Linked DNA regions of Macaca mulatta: region 1 is linked to region 2. Evidence: chromatin contacts called from public Hi-C data. All regions are on one chromosome and are shown on one strand. Each heading gives the region's core, a stretch centred on a gene start, on an enhancer-like site or on the middle of the called end of the contact. The rest is flanking DNA. Distances are from core to core; before and after follow the strand shown. Region 1 holds the start of TRIM37 (tripartite motif containing 37). Region 2 holds the start of SKA2 (spindle and kinetochore associated complex subunit 2).

Region 1 (5,919 bases), core at 532-3,031, 46 kb before region 2:
TGTGCGCCTGTAATCCCAGCTACTCAGGAGGCTGAGGCAGGAGAATCGCTTGAACCTGTGAGGCGGAGGTTGCATTGAGCCGAGAGGGTGCCACTGCACTCCAGACTGGGTGACAGAGTGAGACTCTGTCTCAAAAAAAAAAAAAAGGAAAAAAGGCAGACTATATGACTGAATACACATGAACTTTTTAACTTTTTCTGCAATTTCCCCAAAAGGTATAAGCTGATTTTATAATTTAGAGGAAAAAGAAGTTTAAAAAGACACTTATCCTAAAGGCAGTGTACTGTGACCCAGAAAAAAATGAATTAAGAATCCAGAAATCTGAATTGCTGCCCTGATGTTAAAACCGACTAGCTACTTATTTGAACCTGAGATTCTGCCCCAAATGAAAATGCTGACGGTAGTTCAAAGCAATCTTGGGAACAACAACAACAAAAATATGTAAATACAAGAAACAGTATTATCTTTGCAAGTCTCAGTTTAATCAATTTAGGAAGTAACTGAAAAGTTTTTAACAAGAAAAAAGATACAATTAAACGTACTGTTATTGTATTGTATACTTTGTTTTTATAGTACTGACATTTACTTTCACTCCATTCTAGAATTAAACCCTCCTAAAACCAAGATAAGTTTACAAAACCTTTATAATACTTTACATGAGGAATTAAGGAGAAAATTACTCATGAATCTCATCATGACTCTGTAGGGCCAGAAAGAACCTGGGAGATGCAGATTCTGTAACCTGCAACGGGGTGGACAACAAGACTACAGAATGACTAGTTTCAAGTGGAATATCCATAACACAGTTACCTCTTACTAAAAAGCAAGGATTTCCTAGTTCAGTATCTGAAAGGTTCAAAATTTGATAATGATTATACAATTAAGTTCAATAAACAATCTTTTAAAAAATATTCCTAGCCTTTACTTACATATCCTACATATCCCAACTATTTTAACTCACAGCTTACAAGAATCAGTTATAAAAAGAACAGTTTGTTCTGGAAACTACACATGAGATAATATATACTGATTCAATCTAGGAAGGAAAGGCAGAAGCTTGCAAAATGTGCCACTGAGAGGGAAAGATGATTATCCATTTGGAAGGAGATTTAGATCAGCTCAAGAACTCTTAAGGTCTGGTGGCGAGTGGCAGGGTACGTCCATTTGATGAATCTGCAGTTTTGCTCGGAACAGGATGCAGTTTGTAAATACCCGGTGGGGAAGAGTACCTGTGCCAAGACATCCTTGAAAACTCCAGGATACGCACCACCTGACTGCGGAACAGTGAGCACAAGACACCCGGAGCGCTGCAGAATGAGAACGGCGTCCTTGGTACAGGGCCAGCCCTCTCCACAGCGGCAGGGGTGTAGGGTGTGGGGTAGGGGTGCCCTACCGGAGGGAGGACATGGGCACGGCTCCCCGAATAAAAACCGCTCATCGGGTGGGGGCGGGGACTAACCACCACCCTCACAACCCCCTCACCTCCACGCTCTGTTCATCCATTGCCTCCGGCTCTCGGCGAGGCCGTTGGCGACCCGCGGGCTCCGTAGTCTGACCTCAGGCGCCGGCCTGAGGTCGCCAGATCAAATCACCTAGAGAAGCCCGGCGCCCACGTCAGGGGGCTCCGACAACAGCCCCACCTGCGTGCCCCATCGCTTCAGGTCCAGCGCCGACTACCCCCATTTCGCCATTTTTACCGGCGCGCCCGCCCCGGGGCGCAGAGGTAGGGCGAGCAGTGGCCGCGGCTCCTTTCTCCGGGCTCACCCGCCGGCCAGCAGCCGCGAGGGAAATCTCGGCCCACGTGACGCGGGCGCGCGCGTATGGAACCGCCGCTGGAGTTCGGCAAAGAAGGCGCCGCAGAGAATTCGCAAACACCAACTGTAACCAGGACAGCTGGGGGCGCGGCGGCGAGAGAAGGCGCGAAGCGCATGCGCGCAGGACGCTGCGGGAGGAGAAAGGAGGGGAGAAGCGTGAAAGGTTCGCCTAGTTCCCGCGTTGCGGGGCGCACACGAGACTTGGCGACTCGCTGCCTCAGGGTTGCGTGCCTCCGGCCCCAGCCTGCGTAGGCGGTCTGAGCGTGGGGCTCCGCTACGCCCCGCCCACCTCGGCGGAGGGCGGGGACCCACGGCTCTCAAACTTGCGCGCCAAAGACGGAGCCACCTGGCGCGCTAGTGGAAAGCGGTCTTCGGAGCCACACCCTTAGGTATTCGGACTCTGAGATTTTTAGGGTGGGGCCCAGGCCATCCACGTTTTCACCCAACATTGTGTGTGATTCGGTAGCAGGTGGCCTGTGGCCCGCACTTTGAGAAACCCTGGTGCACAGGGTTAGTGGTTAGTGGTTCTCTCTGGAAGAAAGAGTCTAAGGTTTGTAGGACTTGGGTTCCACCTACCAAAGCAAATTGAGTTAGAAGGCTCCAGACTGTGAAGCCTGAAGAGGTGTCATTTCTCATTCAGGTGCTGAGTGGACGGGACCACACACTGTGAAGACTTCATTCCCACATCCCACACTTCATTCTTGCCGCATAAGTTGTCGCAGTGGGACTATTGAAAGGGTATCAGCGATATTCATCTTTCCTATAAATGGGATCTGCTTTCTACAATTTCTTGCCAGAAGAGATGTGTAAAGATTGCAAGAATTGAAGGTGTGTGAGACAAAGAGGGCACATCAAATTCATAATTTGAGTTTAATTTTTCCTGTATTTATTGCAAACAACTAATTATACTTAATCGACCTGGAGTGCACATGTAGAGAATCACTAATAATCTAGAAACAAGTTCTTGAATATCAGGCATTTAGGCTTATAGGTGGTGGGTAGCAACAATTTATTTTAACTACGTGGGTCATGAACAAGATATAATTTAGAAAGATTAATCTGAGACTGAAAAATGCTTTCAGTAAGAATTATTTGTGGTCTTTGAACTACATGGAGCTGATGGTTGTATAACGCTATTTTTACGAAAATGCCCTCAGTTGTACATTTTTAAATGGTTGATGGTTAATTTTATGTTATGACAATTTTACTTAAAATAATTATAGAATGCAGTGCTAGGCCGGGCGTGGTGGCTCATGCCTGTAATCCCAGCACTTTGGGAGGCCAAGGCGGGCGGATCACCTGAGGTCGGGAGTTCAAGACCAGCCTGACCAACATGGAGAAACCCCGTCTCTACTAAAAATACAAAATTAGCCGAGTGTGGTGGCGCATGCCTGTAATCCCAGCTACTAGAGAGGCTGAGGCAGGAGAATCGCTTGAACCTGGGAGGCGGAGGTTGCGATGAGCTGAGATGGCGCCATTGAACTCCAGCCTGGGCAACAAGAGTGAAACTCCGTCTCAAAAAAAAAAAAAAAAAAAAGAATGCAGTGCTGTACTTAGGATTCAGAGTAATGAGAAGTGAGTGGGCCTTGCTCTCAAGGCGCAGTGTAGAAGACAAATAAGACAAATTGCAATACTTATATGGTAAATAGTAAGATAGATTCTTGTATGTTTGCCGAAGAATCCAAAAATGTTGAAGGACTTACTGCACTAGTTCATAATATCGAACAGTTAGAAACCTGTACAACTGATTGCAAGCAAAAAGGATAACTTGAGCAAAATAAATAATTTAGTTGGCAAGATGCTAAACTCACATGGATTGCCAAGCCCTGGGGTTTGGGAGCCAATGGTCTGCTCCATCAGAATCTCTTAAAGGCTGACCTTGCTGCCCTCCCCACAAGAAAAATCTCCTAACTTCATATATATCCCTAAATAACTTAATGTTTTACAACTTGTTATATTATTTGTATAACTTGCTGTTATAGAGTTTAAATGTCTATCAATAAGGAACTGATAAAAATTATATATTTAGCTGGGGGCATGGTGGTGCACACCTATGGTCCCAGCTACTCTGGAGGCTGAGATGGAAGAACCACTTGAGCCCAGGAGTTTTGAGGCTGCAGTGATCCAAGATCACACCACTGCAGTATGACCTGGGCAACAGAGCCAGATCCTGTCTAAAAAAAAAAAAAAAAAAAAAAGGTATGGTATAGCCATATAATAGATTACAGCTATTAAAAAGAAGGGTGGATATGTGACGTAACAAAAATATATTAGAATTGAAGACCGGGCGCAGTGGCTCACGTATCCCAGGACTTTGGGAAGCTGAGGCTGGCAGATCTCTTGAGCTCAGGAGTTGGAGACCAGCCTGGGCAACATGATGAAACCCAGTCTCTACAAAATATACAAAAATTAGCAGGGGTTGTTGGCATGTACCTGTGGTCCCAGCTACTTGGCAGGCTGAGGCCGAAGGATTGCTTGAGCCCTAGAGGCTACAGTGAGCCATGATAGCGTCACTGCACTATAGCGTGGGTGACAGAGTGAGACACTGTCTCAAATAAAATAATGAAATGAAAAAAAATTAAGTACAGCAGCAGTACAAGGCACAGTATCAACCTACTTTTGTTGAAAAAATTTTTTTAAATTTGTATACATGTAGAAATGCCTGAAGAAATTATTTGCAGATTACCTCCAGAGAATTTACATGCCTGTTTGTTGTTGTTGTTGTTTTTTGGGGGTTTTTTTTGAGACAGAGTCTCACTCTGTCACCAAGCCAGCGTACAATGGTGCGATCTCAGCTCACTGCAACCTCCACCTCCCGGGTTCAAGTGATTCCCCTGCCTCAGCCTCCCAAGTAGCTGGGACTACAGGCACATGCCACCACGCCCAGCTAATTTTTGTATTTTTAGTAGCGACGGGGTTTCACCATGTTGGCCAGGATGGTCTCGATCTCTTGACCTTGTGATCCTCCCGCCTCGACCTCCCAAAGTGCTGGGGTTACAGGCGTGAACCACCACACCCGGCCATCCCTGTGATTTTTAAATTCTTAAACATGTATTATTTATAACTTAAGACATAAAAACACTATAGTCACATAGGATAAAACAATTATAATCCAGATGAGAAACAAAAGATCTAAATTAAGGAGGTGTGAAGATAATGTGGAGGTTGTATACTATGACCATTTTAGAGAGAGAATTGTAGGTTTTATTGACTAAGAAGATAAAGGGATGCAAATTAGTTATACAGATTTTAATTCCAAACAACAGAATAGTGGCTATTAACAGTAAAATCAGTAAGTATTCTGGACATGTTTAATTTCAATATTCAGGTAGGGGATTTTATTGGAAATATGGATCTAGAGCTAGAGGAAGAAGTTGTATTTAGGAGTCATCCACAAAGAGGCTTGAAAAACAAATGAAAATGTATTGAGAAGTGCATAGAGAACAATGTTAAGGGGGCTGTGGGGGGAAAATAACATTTGGAAGATAACTGAAGGAAATCATAGAGGAAAAATAGTACAATCTAATTTTTCTCCCTAACTGAAAGCAAAACCACTTTTAATACTATTATAATAAGAATTTATTATGATCTCTCCATGATACTACCATTTTTTCAATCCCAACAATCATTATCACATCCCAGAGCCATCTCATGACAAGAACTTTCTAAATACTAATTGCCTGAACACTGAAGAAAATTAATATCTGATACTAAGGTGTAACTTACTTCTCTGTAATTAAAAAAAAGCGGCTGGGCATGGTAGCTTACGCCTGTAATCCCAGCACTTTGCGAGGCTGAGGTGGGTGAATCACCATCAGGAGTTCAAGACGAGCCTGGCCAAGATGGTGAAAACCCATCTGTACTAAAAATACAAAAAATTAGCCAGGCATGGTGGCAGGCACCTGTAATTCCAGCTACTCGGGAGGGTGGGGCAGAGAACTGCTTGAACCTGGGAGGCGGAGGTTGCATTGAACTAAGAGCGTACCACTGCACTCCAGCCTGAGCGACAGAGTGAGACTCCGTCTCAAAAAAAAAAAAAAAAAAAAAAGGAAGCTTTCTGTTCTTGAAATACTCAAACTAGACAAGACAATTTTAAGTGAAGCTG
Region 2 (5,692 bases), core at 2,080-4,579:
ATATCAAAGAGAAAATAATGATAGGGGGAGGTGGGACTGAGATTTAAATAACAAGTTTCCTTAGTTCCAAGCTAATTAACATTCTAACTTTTTTAACGGATAAGAACCCAATCAGAAGTCAGATGTAAACCCAGAAACAGAAATAGTATCATAGTATCACACTGCATTACCTTTTGTGTACAGTCACTAGTAGTACCACGAAAGAACGAAAGAACGAAGCTAAACAAATCCCACCCTATCAATAAGTGAAGGGGAAAAAGTCAGAAAACAAAGATTGGCCTACAATAAGCTTATTCCCCCATTAGTAATGTTGATTGATGCAAAAATATATTTTCATTATTTTCACCAACCTCACTTTTTAAACAGTCCAGTTCAACTACTTAGTCGGATTGAGCCTACTAAGGAAACGGATTCATACAAAGGACAGCTGAAATTTAAGTGTCTTGGTGTCAAATCCTGGGCCACATAACTAAAATATTAGAATATTTAACGCTGGTAGTCAAGTTTCAGGTTTTAAAGACAATTGTTTAAAAGATAAGTGTTTAACTTTCTGAATTGGAAGTTGTTACAAACAAGAAAAATATGAAAAAAATTAAAGGTATCAACAAAATTAGGATAAACACTTTCTTTTCAAATTAAATATTATGCATTCTCTTTTCACAAATTAAATAGTCAATGCTAGTTCCTTGACAAATCCTTTATTTAACTGATGTAAAACCAAAAATCAGAAGATAGCACAGGAAATCATTTACGCTTAAAACCTTATAAAATAAACTGGTCCACAAGTATAACATTTTTTTCTAGAAGTGTATGGTAAATCTGAAGATGAGATGCACTGTCTTTTATTATTTAGTCAATATAAAGCAGTAATAATTAAAGCCATGATAAAAATTCATTTCTAAACCCTAATAATTATGGAAACAAACTAATAACCTGAAAGGGAAAAAAAAAGCTACCACTAATTTACTTGCAAGGATGTAAGAAAGGAAAAAACCCTCATTTCTTTGTTTCCTGTCTTCAAATATAATTTAAATACTACCTCATCATTCAAACAATATCTAAAAGTTTAAATGTCTGGCTACCTTATAATTTTCTAAAACCTACTTTTTCAAAATGTTTACTTCATCATTGTTCACTTAAAAGAGAATTTGTTCAATCTAAAGAAGTCCTGTGAGAACACTGACTCTATTGCAAAAGCCAGACAAGTTTAAAAATTAAAAACAGCCAACTTGAGAAGCAAACAACCTGTTAAAAGCAGAATTAGCATCATTTTGCAGAAATGAATTACGAATTTAGGCAGAAATATCTGTATCAGTAGGGAAGAATTCAGAATGGGAGAAGGGCAAGATAGTCTTAACATTTAAGCCTGTTGACAGAATCAAATTACAATGCTTAACATTTTGTTTTTAAAAAGAATGATAAAAATAATAAAACTTAGAACTAAAAGTTCATTATTACAGGTTTGAAAATCTGCAGGAAATTATTCCTTCTTCCCTCCCATTTCTCCCTACACTTCTCCAATCCCACACACACTGCACAAAGAAAATTTAAACACAAAATGCTAAAAGTAATTGAAAGCCTTCAAATTAAATTTGTATATGAGGCACTCCAATTCATTTGAACATCAGAAGAAAATAAGATATATCAAGTCCTGTTTTTCTGGAGTGGGAATGGGGGGTGGGTGGTTTCTTCCAGGATCACCACCCATCCTTTCCAAGGAAGAAGTTAGAGGCCCAAGATTCAGCTTGGAGAAAGCAGGGCAGGCACAAATACCTAAGCCCTAATGCCAGGGAATGGCGTGGGAAGGAAGGACGGATTACAAACGAATAAATAAGTTTTTTACTTTTTTTAAACTTAATTTTTTTTTTTTGAGACGGAGTCTTACTCTGTCGCCAGGCCAGAGTACAGTGACGCGATCTCGGCTCAATGCAACCTCCGTCTCCCAGGTTGAAGCGATCCTCCTGCCTCAGCCTCCCGAGTAGCTGGGACTACAGGCGCGTGCCACCACACCTAGCTAATTTTTGTATTTTTAGTATAGACGGAGTTTCACCATGTTGGCCAGGAGAGTCTCGATCTCTTGACCTCATGATCCTCCCGCCTCGGCTTCCCAAAGTGCTGGGATTAGAGGCATGAGCCACTGCGCCCGGCCAATCTTATTTAACAGACAAGCAAACAAACAAAAAAAAACAGGAGCTCAGTGGCAGGCGCTTCCTCCAAAGTCCAGGTTTTTAAGGAAAGCAGCCCAACCTGGAAAAAAAAAGAAAAAAGAAAAAAAAAAAAAGATAATGCTGGACGAAAAGGGCTGAAGACATAACAAGGGAACGAAGAGGAAAAAAGCGCGGGCGATCAAGCTGGTAATCTAAGAATGGGAGGGAGGGAATAAAGAGAACAAGTGAAGGACGGATCCTTAAAGAAAACTAGGACAGCCCCTCAGCTGGGCGCCCCCGAGCAGGCCAAATACGCCAGCAACAACGGGAGTACTTTGCGGTTCTTCGCACCCATTCTCTACTTTCACAGATGAATGAAAGTGCACAACTCAAGAGCAGGATGCCTTTCCTGTCTCAATCCCGCCCGCGCTCCAGGAGAGGAGCTCGCGGTTCCGATCCCCTTCGCTCACACCTCTTCCCTCACCCAAGGTTTGCCACCCCCGGACCAAACAGAAATGGGTCTAGATGCTTCCTTGGCCGTTAGGAAGTTGTGCATACAAGTCTAGGATCCTTTCTCAGACTTTCTCGGCCCGCCTTTTAAAACGTGGGCGGGTCGGCCCTACAGGGATTTCTCCTCGCCCCCGTCGGTTTATTCCCCACCCCACCCTCCGTTCCCCTTTCTTGGAGTGTAAACCACCCCTCCCTTCTTGGGACGCTTAGGGACCGTTCCATTCACATCTTTTTTGGTACAAACACAGAATGCGGTATGCACCGGGCGCAGTTCCGTAAGGGGTGTAAAGGTGAGGGCAAGGAACAAGGAATTCCAAAGGCCCCGCACCCTCAGCATCTCCCGCCATTTCCCTGACGAGTTTCCCGGATGTAACCCCTTCCCCGCAGCGGTTTAGACACCAGACGGTGGCGGCTCCCTTTGGTGCAGGAGGAGGGAACTCGACTCTGGTCCAGCCTCCGCCGCCCGGAGTTTCCGGCGACTCCAAATTGTGCCCCACCTTCGAGGCCGTGGGGGAAAAATAAACTACACAGTAGATCTCCTTCACTTTGCACTCACCATCAGTTCCAGCTTATCGACCTCCGCCTCCATGTTGAATAGTTGACATTCCTCAGACCGCGGCGGCGCTTAAGCCGCAAGCCGTACTAGCACGGAGGGCCTCCATTGGACAGCTGTCACTCAACGTCTCGCACCCATTGGTTCCTCCGTTCCACCGGCTCCCGCCCATCGGAGACTGGGTAACGCCCCTCTGCATGAGACACATTTTCCTGTTGGGCAAAGACACAAAACGCCGCAGGAGGATTGGCTGCTGTGCACATTTTTTTTTCCATTGGCTGCCCCCTGCTCTCTACTTTCAATTTTATAGTTAGGGCTCTGCAGAGAAGAGCTTGAGATTGGTGCAATCGGAAGAAGAGCCAACCAATCACACCAGAGCTTCCACCGACGGCAGAGGGGACGTAACACACCTTCTTTCCGCTCCTGCTTTCCTTCCCCTTCTCTCCCGCCTTCCCCTTATTCATACCAGAAGCGCCTCAGCTCTGATTGGCTGGAGCTCTGTCTATCTCAGCCAATCACAAGCCGGGCTGTGCTCCTACGCTATGTAAAGAGCGAATCGTGCAGAGACCGTGTCTACGATTGGTCTCTCCTTGACAAGGATTTAATTTTGAATTTTTCTTTATGGCGTGAGAGAGGCCACAGCCCGGACTCCATCGACTGCCCCGGCTCTTAGACTAGTAAGTGCTGGAACGATTATGTCTTTGTTATCTGAGTTCGCGTCTTGAGTAGCTGGGCTTGTTGCTGCTTGTGTGTTTTTATGGTTTTGAGGAGGGGGAGACCTTGGCTGGACACGAAGGGGAAATGGAAAAGGGAAGGGTAGATTTGGGGCTGGGGAAGAAGTGCTCGCCTGGCTTCATCTTAACCATACATCTGTTTAATTAACACTTCGCAAGATATGTTTTGGAGCAAAGCATATGCCTTCCTTTTGAATATTTCTTTACATATTTGCTGCTCAATGTAAGTCCACAGATCAGCGGCATCCGCATCTCTTGGTTGCTTGTTACAAACGCAAGTTATCGGGCTCCAGCCAAATTTACTAAATCAGAATATACATTTTAACAAGATTTCCCTCAGTGATTTCTATGCACATTAAAGTTTAAGTTGGTACATTTCTTGACTGGGAATATTACTATGTTACTTGATATTGTCTGGCATTCTGTTAGAGTGTTCATTTTAAATGTGTGTCCTGTTTACTGAGTGCCTAATGCTGTGTGGGATGAGACTTTAGGGAACTGCAGTCTCTTTGGAGAAACAAGACAGGAACAAAAAAAGCAATGCTTAAAAAAAAAAAAAAAAAAAAACAGAAAACAAAACAAAACAAACAAAAACAGCATAAAACATAAAATTTTTAAAAAGCAAGTACCCAGAAATAGTGCTATGGGTGTTCAAGAAGAATCAGTTGAACTGGTAATGGAAATTAAGTAATTGAAGGCTATGTGTGGAGGAGCGCAAGAGACCTCCATAAAAATGTGTTTTAGGAAGATGGCAATGAAATGCAACAGCCACTTCCGTTGCTGCCACAGCTTTGAAAGTACCCCAGAACAAAGAACTTTTCTTTCTTTTTTTTTTTTTCTTTTTTTGTAACGAAGTCTCACTCTGTGGCCTAGGCTGGAGTGCAGTGGCGCAATCTCGGCCCACTGTAACCTCCGCCTCCCGGGTCCAAGCGATTCTCCTGCCTCAGCCTCCCAAGTAGCTGGGACTACAGGCGCCCGCCACCACGCCTGGCTAATTTTTGTATTTTTAGTAGAGACGGGGTTTCACCCTGTTGGCCAGGATGGTCTCGATTTCCTGAGCCACCACGCCCGGCCGCAAACAACTTTTCATATCATTGGGAGGAGTTGTAACAGAAGCAGCAGCGCCAACTCCTGCAAAAGACTGTAATTCTTACTGTATTATTTACTGCATCTTCCTATTGGAAAATAGCTTTAGACCCATCTTTTAGCCATATGAAGATGTGGTATGATATGAAGAAATAAAAACCTCCCTAACCAAGAGAATTTGACAATATTAGAACATATTCCTTAACTAAAATAACACTTGCTAACTAACACTTAGCAGGAATGCTTCTTTTCATTCTTTATTGAATGAAACATTATTTAGCTCCTGCTGTATTCAAGATGCTGGGATAACAGTCCAGCAGGATGAAAAACATACAAGCAAAAATTACAATGAAATGTAATACATTTTATAATAAAGGTGTGTATAAAGTGCTATAGAAGTGCAAAAGAGATGACATTTCAGCCAGTATAAATTCTGTAAGGTGGCTGGGCACGGTGCCTCACACCTGTAATCCCAGCACTCTGGGAGGACAAAGCGGGCGGATCACTTGAGGTAAGGAGTTCAAGACCAGCCTGGCCAATATGGCAAAATCGCATGTCTACTAAAAATACAAAACTTAGCCAGGTGTGGTGGCACGCCCCTGTAATCCCAGCTACTCAAGAGGCTGAGGCAGGATAATCGCTTGAACCAGGAGGCGGAGGTG

What was found. A called contact is a pair of places that touch in the nucleus more often than the background predicts.
Region 1: a contact with region 2 is called in a Hi-C map of cortical neurons, with 3 times the contacts expected there. The contact joins the promoter of TRIM37 here to the promoter of SKA2 in region 2. A contact is called at or near these places in 3 of 14 Hi-C or Micro-C datasets (cortical neurons, fetal cortex germinal zone and fetal cortical plate).

The regions. Positions count from the first base shown.
Region 1 is chr16:50,870,896-50,876,814 of T2T-MMU8v2.0, reverse strand. It overlaps TRIM37 (tripartite motif containing 37), which reads right to left and starts at 1,781. Exons shown (of 24, transcript NM_001258090.1): 1 at 1,483-1,781. The coding sequence starts at 1,503. It overlaps PRR11 (proline rich 11), which reads left to right and starts at 2,001. Exons shown (of 11, transcript XM_077970906.1): 1 at 2,001-2,364; 2 at 2,455-2,642. SKA2 (spindle and kinetochore associated complex subunit 2) reads right to left here. Exons shown (of 4, transcript NM_001266054.1): 4 at 5,833-5,919.
Region 2 is chr16:50,827,054-50,832,745 of T2T-MMU8v2.0, reverse strand. SKA2 (spindle and kinetochore associated complex subunit 2) reads right to left here and starts at 3,329. Exons shown (of 4, transcript NM_001266054.1): 1 at 3,214-3,329. The coding sequence starts at 3,246. The region is part of intron 2 of PRR11 (proline rich 11); the gene reads left to right.